Regions from separate parts of the Mus musculus genome. Here all the other regions are linked to region 1. A link is a contact called in public ChIA-PET and HiChIP or PLAC-seq data. All regions are on one chromosome and are shown on one strand. Each heading gives the region's core, a stretch centred on a gene start, on an enhancer-like site or on the middle of the called end of the contact. The rest is flanking DNA. Distances are from core to core; before and after follow the strand shown.

Region 1 (3,683 bases), core at 250-2,749:
CACAAGAGCTGGGATTAAAGGTGTGCAACATCACACCCAGCTGATTAATCCCAGCTGATAATTTGTTTTTAATTTAAAAAATGAAGACATATATTCTTGATTGTTTGACATTTAAGATATGCTTTTTCATTGTGTATGGATGCGTGTGTGTGTGTGTGTGTGTGTGTGTGTGTGTGTGCACTTACGTGCATATTCATATGCAGATGCATACCTTCACAGAAGCCAGAGGTCAAAATCAGTGTGTTCCTCCATCATTCTTCTGTTTATTCATTTATTTTTTGAGACAGGATCTCTCTCACTGAACCTGGTAGTATTGATTGGCTAGACTAGTGAACCAGCAAGTCCCATGGGTTCTCCTGCCTCTACCTCCCTGACCCTGGAATTATAGGCATTACAACACCAACTTTTTGGTGGATGTCCCAGGGAATTCATACTCAAGTCACCATGCTTGACAGCAGGATTCTATTCCCTGAGCATCTCCACGGCCCTTATTTCATTTCTTTTTCCATAGCTCTGTGATGTGAAGGTGTGCCAAACTGTGACAGAACAGCAGGGGATATGCACATCTCCTGTACTGTAGGGAATCTCTGAGCTAGGTCTTGCTGCTTTTTCCATCTTGGGACATGAGTCCAAGAATGCTGTAGCACTTTGTGTCAGTGGGTTTCCTAGATAAAGAACAACAATATGGGTCTCAGTTTCACAAATAAAATCCAAGAGGAAAAGGAAGTAATTGATTAGCAGTGGTCACTGTGCTGAGGAGGATAACCTGCCTTCAAAGACTTATGTTTTGAACTTCATAGTATGTTTAAGAAATAGTTTACTTCAAAGGCCCTCACCACAAGAAAATGGGCTGTTTTCCTGCTATTCTTGTTCCCTGGCTCAGTATTACTATAAGTAGCTCATATCCGGCTCTGTGGTCTCAGGTGGCCATTGTGTTTATGATCCTCAGGCTGAAATGGCAAGAACTCTGGCCCTATTTTAAGTCAGTAGCAAATTCACACTGTTTGACATGAGTCGACTGAGGTTCTCACGAAACACTTGACTCTCTGACCCATGTTAAGGAAAATGCTTAGATACATAGGGATTATGGCCTCCCAAAATAAAAAACTAAATTTACCAAGCCAGGCTTAGACAGACTCACCTAGTGTACCTGCCGTCTTGATGCATTGTGATAACTTCTGCACTGCCACTCTAAATTTCCAAACAATGTGCTCAGAGATTAAAAACCTGACTGGGTTACCAAGACCTCATTGGAAGTGTTTGAACTTGCCCTTTCTTGTATGTGGGTGTATCTGCATATGTAGAGTTTTCTAAGATGCCACTCTTACTATTGGTGACCTCTACATAGTTCCAAATTTACAGACAGGAGTGGGAAATGACTTCCACTGAAATTGTTCACACATGGGCTGTTTCCATCTGAGGCAGCTCCCAAGTGATTCTGTGGGGAGCCCTTCAGAGAGGCCCAGTGTTCAGCGCTCTGCCTACTTAGGCTTGGTGGCACTGCGTTTCCTTCCTGCCTATCTGATGCATTCTTTGATTAGATCTAGGTTTGTTCTGAGAAATGCAGGCCTGTGGTGATTTCAGTTTCACACTGAATTCTCCCCTCATTCTTCCCCTCCTGTCCTCCCTTTCTCTTTCCTGTCTCACAGTGGAAGCAGAGGGAGTGAGGACTGAAAGACAGTGAGTGGTGTGGTGTGTTCAGAAGGGAAACACCAGCCACTCATGGCTTTCTCGACAGCAGTAAGGTCATGGGGCCTGGTGCCGTGTGTCTGTCTGTCCGTCCACATCAGACACTTTACTTCAAGCACTGGCCACACAGCAATCTTTTACTCTTGCACTCCTTGCCATCTCTTGTATTTACTGTACTAACTTGCTTTGGCAGCACTCGTGACAAGACAGGGCACTTCCTAAATTTCTAGTTAGGTCTTCTGAGATCTATCCCGTATTTGAACCGAGCTGACAGCCACATGCAGACTGGCTGCCTGAGTAAAGTTCAAATACTTCATAGGTCAGGGCCTTCGGGGGAGCCAATCCATAGAGATGACCCATGGTAGGAGTTACAAGAGTTAGCACTCCTCTTCCATCTATGCTTACAATGCTAAGGATTCTTAAGGAATTGTTTTGTTTATATCATTTGCAAGAAATTCATTCACATTTTCTAAACATACTGTCAGGATATACCTTTAGGAAAGACTGGTCACCCAAGCCCTTAGGAAGGCATTACAGATGGATACATGTTGTTGTGTCCATGGCCACTGTTTAGATCATGCTCTCCCTGCAACCATTCCTTCTGTCATTCCCAAGAGGGGAGTCTGATTGTCCCTCTCCGTTTTTTCTCACCTAGATGTTGAGGGATCACTGGAAAGTCTAGGGTTTGCTGTCCTCAAGTTCAGTTAGCTAATAGCAGAGGTAGGAAGCAAAGCTCGTATACATATGCATACTGCCTTCTCAGAGGGCTCCACGTGGAAAATACTGGGACCAAAGCCTATTGTGGCAAAAGACTGTATACTCCTCACAGTGTTTCCATTCAGTCCATAGACAGCAGGGTTTTCATAAAGAACCGGGGGAGTTCCATGTAACAGAACAACATCTGCAAGCCATTGAGATTGTGATCAGTAAATTACCATGGAAGGATGCAATATGGACCTGAATTGTGACATGAAATTAAGGCTGGGGTGACATATATAGGATACTGCACATGCAGGCACACACACACAGAATGCTGAACCTAGGATACTAAACTTAGAGTGAAAATCCTTCATGCTCCTGTGTTGATCATCTGGTCTTTTTGGAATGGGCAGACATTAGGCATGCATCCTATAACCTGCTAGAAAAATATATAAACATATTAAACAAATGAGTTATGTTGCCTAAATTATCTGAAATAGAAAATATTCACAAATGAGAAAAGGAATGAAAGTAAGGTAGAAGCCTCAGCAACGCTGATAACTTATCTGTGCAGTAGAAGCAATTAAGGACCTGAGGATGTAACTTTACAGAGCTAGTAATCATCAGTAAAGTGCCCAAAGAAGTAGCTTCTGTTGCTTTAATTGAGTGGACCTCCAGATTGGAGATATCACACCCCAGAGGTTTGATTTTTGGGGATGGGGAGTTATCTGTATCAAATCCTGTTATAACAGGGAAAACAGAGTCACTAAATGGGACACCCTAGGTTTACAACTTTAACTCTATTGGCTATAAATTTGCACACAATTCTAAGAATTGCTGTTAGTGCAATTAATGTAGCAGCTTCCCCCTAAGAGGAACTCACTTAAAAAGAAACACTGTATCTTACATAAATTTATATAAGTAGTAGGTTAAATGAAGTCATAATTTTTCTTTTTCCACTTCCCAGTCTTTACTAAGTCAGTGTCTAATTTGAATTTCTGAGAGAGAATGTAGAAAGCTCTTCTCTAAGTTGTTTTGGCCACATAATCCTTTCACCTTCTTTTTATTTATTTTTTTAAACAGTTAATTATTATTTTTATGAGACTGGGTTTTGCTTAATGGTCCTGGTTAGCCTGGAACTCACTAGGAGCTGGCCTCAAGCTCCTAGAGATCTGCTTGCTTCTGCCTGCTGAGGTCTGGGAATAAAGGCTGGTGCTGCCATGCCCAGCTACCAAATCCTTTCCATTTAGTGGACAATATTATACTCAAAATTCTGTAGAGAAAAAGCTGCTGTG
Region 2 (3,808 bases), core at 1,008-3,507, 690 kb before region 1:
CATCAGGACAGCTTAGCTGTGTGTCTTGGTGCCCTGTGATAGCTTAGATCCCAGCCCTGAGGCTGCTGCGTTACCTAGAGAGCAGCACTGCTCTCCGTGTACTAGGGCGCTTTGCTCTGTAGAAGGGATCTGGTTATGGGCTTTTTAATCCAAGTGAGCTGAGCCTATGTGTGCTTGAGAATTCCAAACCAACCCCTTTTTATTTAAAGCCAATTTGTTTACATAGCAGAAATAACTCCCTGTAATCTAAGAAAAGGTCCCTTTTGGAATGGGTGCTGTGTTCCGTAGGCTTCAGGGCAGTGATGAATGCTCTGTTGTCACCATTTGGTCTATGACATGAAGCCTGACCTCTCTCAAGTCTTTTCCTGATCCAAAAGGTGATCTTGAGCCCTTCCACTAGCACACAGCCCACACATAACCAGTTCTCAACACATTCCAGTGGAAGGATGCATATATCACATGAATAACCTCCCAGATCTGTCCCCAATACTGTGTATAGATTTAGAAAATCTTGAGTACTTTTTTTTGTGTATTACATTTAAAATAATGATGAAAACCAGAAGGGATATGAAGCAGAAGCTGCTCACAGGGGCACATGGGTCCTTGTATATATAGATCTGTACCCTACATGTTGGGCATTTCCCAGAGTTTTTTCCTAAGCATTTCCTAAGGAAAATAGTTTGTTAAACAGGTTTACAGTGTTTACAGTATGCTGGCAGTTTTACAGTGTATATACATGCTCCTGCAGAGCAGAGTCTGAGTTGATGCTTACTAAGCTCAAGTGTGGTTTAAGCTTTTCCACTGGAGGACATTTCCATGCCCCCTGCTTTACAGCTTTAAAGTGGGTATACAAATTAAACACTTGCTGATTAATAATAAAGAACATTATTTTAAAATAATTGTTTGGTGTATAATTTAACCATTTATTAAAGATTAAACAACTTTGCAGAGACCAGAGAGATTGCTCTGTGGTTAAAAAGTATGTACTACTCTTCAGAGGACCTGAGTTTAGATCCTGGAACCCATGTTAGGTGACTCACAACCACCTGCAATTGTAGCCCTGACTTCCCCTGTCATAGGGCATCTGTGCATACCCATGCATAAACACGTGATCTTAAAAATAATAAAATGGAATCTTTAAAAATTGATTGACTAGATGTGCTTGTTTGTCTAACATGCTGTAATCCTAAGATCCACTTACATGATATATGATGAGAAATAATGGTTAGAAAAGAGTAAAGGTCTTTGTTTTCCACAACAAAATAACTGTTACATACATTAAAGGCACTGTAGTTCATGACTGCTGGAATCTGGAATCTGAGCTGGGTGTCTGAGGCAGTGTTGACTGGTGGTCTGTGGCATGTGTGATGCTGTGAGCATGCTCTGTGTTCAAGGCTGCAGTGAGTGTGGTGCAGCACAGATGAGTGCTGCTGGAACAGCTCAGATTCATCACGTGTTGATCCTGAAGTAATTGTTCATTAGACATTACTGTTGCCAGATTTTTCATACTGCCATTTCAATTGCACTATTCCACATAGAAGTTGTTCTCAACTTTCCTAATGTTGTCACCCCTTAATACAGTCCCTCATGTTATGGTGATCCTCAACCATAAAAGTATTTCATAGCTACTCATAACTAATTTTTCTCTGTTATGAATAATAATGTAAATATCTGATATGTAGGATATCTCATGTGACCCAAAGAAGTCACAATTCATAGGTTTAGAACCACTGCTGTATATAGTCACAGCTGTTAAAGAGCTTTTGTTGTGGCTGTTGAAGTACCTCAGGGTAAAACCCTTGGGCTCAAACCTGACAGCCTAAGTCTGATCCTCAGAACCAGTGAGGAAGGAGAAAACTCACTCTGCTCTATGTTAAACACCCACACACATGGTCACAATAGACAAAATAGATTGGATTTTGGCCACACTTCTGACAAGACTCATTGAGCTTTGCGAGGCTGATGAAGGTAGCTTAAATGAGGGCACATGGTTTCCATGTAGTAGACCAATGGCGACATCTCTTTAATGTGGTTGGTCAGGAAATGGATTTACAGGCCTATAATCCTATCTACTTAGGAGTTCAGGACCCATCTGGATAACTTAGCAAGACTGTTAGGAGAAAAAAATGCTCTGTCTGTGTGTGTGTGTGTGTGTGTGTGTGTGTGTGTGTGTGTAGCTGAGAGTGCCGCCGAGTGGTAGAGTACGTGCTTGCTTATTTGAGAGGCTGTCTTCAAGCCCACTTCAACCACAAAAGAAGCAGTGGACTTAGACGTGTGGTTAACTTTCACCATGCACAGTGTTACGGCCGAGTGCTGTGCACTGCCTGCTTCTGTGCTGGGCGCTTTGTTCTTACCCTGCTTGCATCACTTGCATATATTGCAGAAACTTCTGGGTTCTCTTACTACACATTGAATACTACTAATTTCTAGCAACTATAGTTTGAAATATCCATCTAATTATCCTGTCAGTCTGTCTAGCAAAAAATGGTAGCAGTTCCATTTTGTGATTGAAAAAAAAATCTTAAATGGGAACCACAGTGTGACATGCTTTCATTTTTTAACTCAGTGATGCATGTAAGCAAAAAGAGCCAAGCAGTGGTGGCACACGCACGCCCTTGATCCTAGCACTCAGGAGGGAGAGGCGGGCTGATCTATAGAGTGAGATCCAGGATAGCCAGGGCTGCACAGAGAAACCCTGTCTCAGAAAAAAAAAAAAAGGAGGAGGGGTGGGGGTTAGATAATGTGTACTATGGAAAATTTGGATAATCTCATAAGAAATTCTAAATGTTTTTGTAAGGAATTTAAGTGGTTTTCTTCAAAACAGCTCACAGAGCTGTATTACATTCCTTTCCCACAAGAGTTTAAAAGAACTTTTAAAAGTTCTTTTAAAAGAACTGGTCATTTTACATGTGGGTTTGGTTGTTTTATCTCTTAATGTAAAGTAATGAACTTGTGTGTTTTCTTTTATAGGAACAATTGGCTTCTTTGCATGCTTTTGGTTTGTTACCAAAATATACAGTGTGGTGAAAGTGGACTGAAGAAGCCCAGTGTGTCCAGTTAAAACAGAAATAAACTAAATCTTCATCCACAAAGACCTGTTTTGTGACTACCTTGAGTTTTCTCAGACTTATTGGCCTAGTAATCCTTCAGAAACAACATACTTCCAAGTCCACCTCTCCCATGCACCTGCACCTACAAGATGTGTTTCAACACTAAAGCATTTGTATTGTGATTGGATTAAGTATATATTCAGTTGTTCTCAGTGAAGAGCAGATTTAAATATTATGTGCATTTGTAAATACGATAGCTATAAACTTTTCAATACTTCTAATGGCAGATTATAGGAGGCCATAATACTGATGAAAGACTGGACAGTTGATTGTAAATAGGATTTTCTAGACTCGGTAGGTGGAAAGAATTATTTTTCTTTGAAGGAAATAACTTTTTATCATGGTAATTTTGAAGGATGATTCCTATGACATGTTCATTGGGGGGAATGTGGCTTTTAAAAATCTTGTATTGGTTATAATTGTTCATATCTTCTTACTTTTCTGTGTTGACTTCATTATTCCCATGGTATTGGCCTTTTAAACTATGTGCCTCTGAGTCTTTGAATTTATAAATTTGTTATCTTAATAAATATTGTAAAAATGTCTTCATTGTATCACTCCCTGCATATTGAAGAAAACTCTGTGAATACAAATGTGTTGGCCACTATACTATTTTATTGGATGATATTGAATACTGTGGATACACACTTTCTGTTTCCACTTAAGTGAAACTGTCGGGCTTTGTCAAGTCTGAATTT
Region 3 (3,603 bases), core at 816-3,315, 790 kb before region 1:
AGATGGTGACCTTTGACAGCCCAGGGCAGACCCTGCAGAAGCCCAGGGCTCCCATGGAGAAAGCCAGTCCAGGGACACACTGGGGCTCCCACAGAGAGAGCCAACTGAGGGCACACTGCTCTCTCAGCTGCCCAGGCTAGTCTTGAACTTACTCTGTACCCTAGGCGGGCACTGAATTTGTGATCCTCCTGCCTCAGCTTCCTGAGTAGCTGAGAGTACAGACCTGAGCCACCAGACCTGGCCATTTTCTTAGATCACCACCAAAAAATAAACAGAACTAAACTGTCAGGAAATGCCTCCTGACAAGACACCACGTTCATTCATCACTGGGATATCACAGCCGGGATCACAGCTGATCCAAACACTTCAAATAGACTGCAGGATCTGTCTGGTCCATAACATGAGTGAAGGACTTTGGCAGCATTGCAACTGCAAGAATCCAGTGACATATGAAGCTGGGGATTCAGGCAAAGACATCCTGGGCTATGTGCCTGCCATGTAGCCACCACCAGAGAAACTCTTACACATCAAAAATAAGTTAGTAAAGATCACCCAGAGCTGAGCACAGTGGTGGTAGAATAACATCCCTTTAATCCCAGCACTCAGGAGGCAGAAGCAGGTGGTTTTGATTTGAGGACAGCCTGGCCTACAGAACAAGTCCTAGGCCAGTCAGTGGTACACAGTGAGATCCTGTCTCTAAAAGTCAATCCCCGCCTCCACCAGGGGTGGGGGAAGTGTTAGTGCTGGAGAGAGAGATAGGTCAGCACTTAAGAGCCCTTTGCTGTTCACCCAGGGGTCCTGAGCACCATTCTCCATATTGGTACAGCAGTTCACGACTACCCATGACTCTAGTTCCTGGGATCCGATGCCCTCTCCTGCCCTCTGTTGGCACCAGTCATGCATACGATGCGCCCATGTACACACAGCCAAAAGTCATACACATAAAACAAAAAAGTAAAAAAAAAATTTTTTTTTAATTCTTCAGGCTGGACAGGTGGCTCAGTGAGTAAGTAAGGTTCACTTGCCATCCAAAATTGAAATTCAAATCTCAAACACCTACGTCAAAAGTAAAGCACTGTGGTGTGTGCCTCTTGAGAAGTTGTTGTGATAAAAATTCTGACCCAACCCAACCTGGAGAGGAAAAGGTTTATTTCATCTTGCACTTTATAGTCACTGAGTAGGGCCGGAACCTAGAAGCACGAACTGAAGAAATGCTGCTCTCTGGCTCCCTCCTCATGACGGGCTCAGCCTGCTTTCGTAGACATCTCTGGACTGCCTGCTGAAGGTGGCACTGTCCACTGTGGACTGGGCCTTCCGACATCAATCACTACTCAAGAAAATGCCTAGGGTTGCCTATGGGCCAGTATTGTGGAAGCATTTTCCCACCGAGGTTCTCTTCTTCATATGACCCTAGCTTATGTTACAATGGCCAAGGTGGCTCTGTGTGTGTGTACTTAATAAAATAGTGCAACTTTTAAGCTATGTATCAAACATCTTTCTGGGGTTTTATTTCATCTTATTCTGTTCCTGACATCTGATATTTGTCTTGATGGTTCTCATTCTCCCAACATCCTAGACCCAAACCAAGTTCTACAAGCCTCAGTACAAGATACTCTTCCTATCTAAATGTCTCTGCTTTGCCTTGATCTCTGGAATGCTAGAAGCCTGGGGTTGATCGCACAAAGCACCATGCTACCTGACAATGCTGTCTGGATCCTGCTCAGCAGCGAGGGCATCCTCTCTGATCACAGCAGGACACAGTGACCACAGTGAATGCTTATTGCCTTGAAATAGCTGTTCCCTGGGTACCGTTCAGGATGTCCCGTGTCATAATGAAAGCTATATAGACAAGTCCATGAAGACAGAAGCAAAGATGGAGTAGTCTAGCCATGAGCCATGGAAATCCCAGGCTCACCGGAAGCTGGATGAAACAGGAGCCCTGGAGAGAGCATGGTCCTGACTACACCTAGAGTTTAGAACTTCATCTCCCAGGCGAGCAGGAGCATGAAAATCTCACTTTAAGCCACCCTGTTTGTGGTGTATTGTTATTGGCAGCTGTGAGAACTTCCTCAACACATCCTCTACTGCTTTTCCGCTGGCAAAAACCACAGGTGTTTACATACAGATTGCCATTGCTATAGAGATCTGAACATTTCTCCTTTTTTATGTTTAATGTCTCATAACTTTGAAATTATAATTTACTAATTGTTTAATAAGTTATTAAATCACAAACACGTTTATTCTGCACTCCAGTGCTAGTGTCTCTGTATTTCCATACAGTAATTCATCCACTCTTTGCTTTACTTTAGGCATTTACAAACATTATTCCAAGGAAATGTCCCGCTGGCTTTACCAGAACTCTATCCACACACAGTACAGTTCTCACCTCAAAGGGAATAAGAAGTAGTTAATTCTGAAGGCAAAATGCATGACTAAGGCCTGTGAAGATGGATTCAAGTTGCCCCAAATACTGTTCATACATGGCATGTTCTTATAAGTACAGGAAAAACCCCTAAAGCTCTTCCAAATCCATTGGTGGAGGCATGTTTACCTGTGTTACAGCAAAATGGGGACATGTCTGCTGTGGGTCTCACCATGCTGAAGGGAGCGCTGCATGCTCTGTCACATTCTCAACCTTAGGGACAATGTAGGCTTGTGGTCTGTTCATGCATCCCAAAGGCTACACTGGAAGGTCACAAGAGTGTTATGTCAGACAGATCTGCAATGAGTAGCAACTACAGGGGCCAAAGCTAGCCCAAGATAACTTTGCAACATTTCATCTCCTCACAGTCATGAGGTTCTGACCAAGTCCTTAGTCTGCTTGCAGAAGGTTTAACAGAAGTGTGGCCTTTTGGGAGGGGGACCCTTACAAAACCCCAAGGGGCCCACCCACTTCAGCCTGGGCTTCAGTACCACATCTGATCAGAAGAGGGCACCAGAGGACCTGTGCAAAGACTGGTACTTCAACCTCTTCTACTGCGTTTCACTCAGGCACAGATACAGAAACGTCCTCTCTCAATTCAGGTTACTCTTAGAATGCACTGTGATCAAAATGTGGAATCATCTTCAAGCCTGCTATCCTGTTTACTTGTTGAACTAAATATTTCCTACCATTTTCCCCAGTGATCGCATGAGCATTTGGTACTGAAGTTGTTTTAAACCAAAATATCCTCTAGCTGGAGCTACCTGTAATTTCTAAGTTCTGTAGAACAGTGGGCAGTGTGCAGATACACAAAGAACAGAGCTGGGGCAGTGGTTCCGTGGGTAAAGTGCTTGCTGCCCAAGCCATGTGCAGTGAGTGCCTGGTGCCTGGACCCCAGCACTGGAGGAGGGAAAAGACTGATCCCAGGGCCTCACCTGCCAGTGTAGCTGAAGCAGTGAGCTCCAGGTTCAGTGAGAGACCCCGGGTCAGGAAGTACAGTGGAGAGCGACAGAGGACAGTTGGCGTCTAGTGAATCCCAAGCAAGTGTATCTGAAAACACACACACTCACACACACACACACACACACACACACACACACACACGAGTAAGAATAGCCTAGAGTTGGGGTGCAGTAGCTCAGTAGTTGGGCATGTGCTTAATGTAGGCTTTTAGGATTTGA

What was found. ChIA-PET counts read pairs in DNA pulled down with a chosen protein or histone mark. HiChIP or PLAC-seq counts read pairs in DNA pulled down with a chosen protein or histone mark.
Region 2: an H3K4me3 HiChIP or PLAC-seq map of the 230-238 cell line shows a contact between it and region 1, with 5 times the contacts expected there. The contact joins two enhancer-like sites. A contact is called at or near these places in 3 of 115 datasets of contacts at active chromatin or transcription factors (the 230-238 cell line, T-cell acute lymphoblastic leukemia and large pre-B cells) and 1 of 9 other capture datasets (embryonic stem cells).
Region 3: an RNA polymerase II ChIA-PET map of memory CD8 T cells shows a contact between it and region 1, with 9 read pairs. The contact joins two enhancer-like sites. A contact is called at or near these places in 1 of 484 Hi-C or Micro-C datasets (muscle stem cells), 3 of 115 datasets of contacts at active chromatin or transcription factors (epiblast stem cells, large pre-B cells and memory CD8 T cells) and 1 of 9 other capture datasets (embryonic stem cells).

What each region holds. Positions count from the first base shown.
Region 1 is chr14:122,851,187-122,854,869 of GRCm38.p6, forward strand. All of the region lies in intron 21 of Pcca (propionyl-Coenzyme A carboxylase, alpha polypeptide), which reads left to right. Among named protein-coding and RNA genes, the nearest start is that of Gm46488, 58 kb to the right of the region's middle. Within about 2 kb of position 1,500, at least 45 of the 459 cell types and tissues checked have an H3K27ac peak or open chromatin away from gene starts, as enhancers often do. A contact at or near this core is called in the 230-238 cell line and memory CD8 T cells, where this site is marked.
Region 2 is chr14:122,155,679-122,159,486 of GRCm38.p6, forward strand. It overlaps Tm9sf2 (transmembrane 9 superfamily member 2), which reads left to right. Exons shown (of 17, transcript NM_080556.3): 17 at 2,971-3,808. The coding sequence ends at 3,038. Among named protein-coding and RNA genes, the nearest start is that of Clybl, 24 kb to the right of the region's middle. Within about 2 kb of position 2,258, at least 5 of the 459 cell types and tissues checked have an H3K27ac peak or open chromatin away from gene starts, as enhancers often do. A contact at or near this core is called in the 230-238 cell line, where this site is marked.
Region 3 is chr14:122,061,801-122,065,403 of GRCm38.p6, forward strand. No RefSeq gene overlaps it. Among named protein-coding and RNA genes, the nearest start is that of Timm8a2, 29 kb to the left of the region's middle. Within about 2 kb of position 2,066, at least 71 of the 459 cell types and tissues checked have an H3K27ac peak or open chromatin away from gene starts, as enhancers often do. A contact at or near this core is called in memory CD8 T cells, where this site is marked.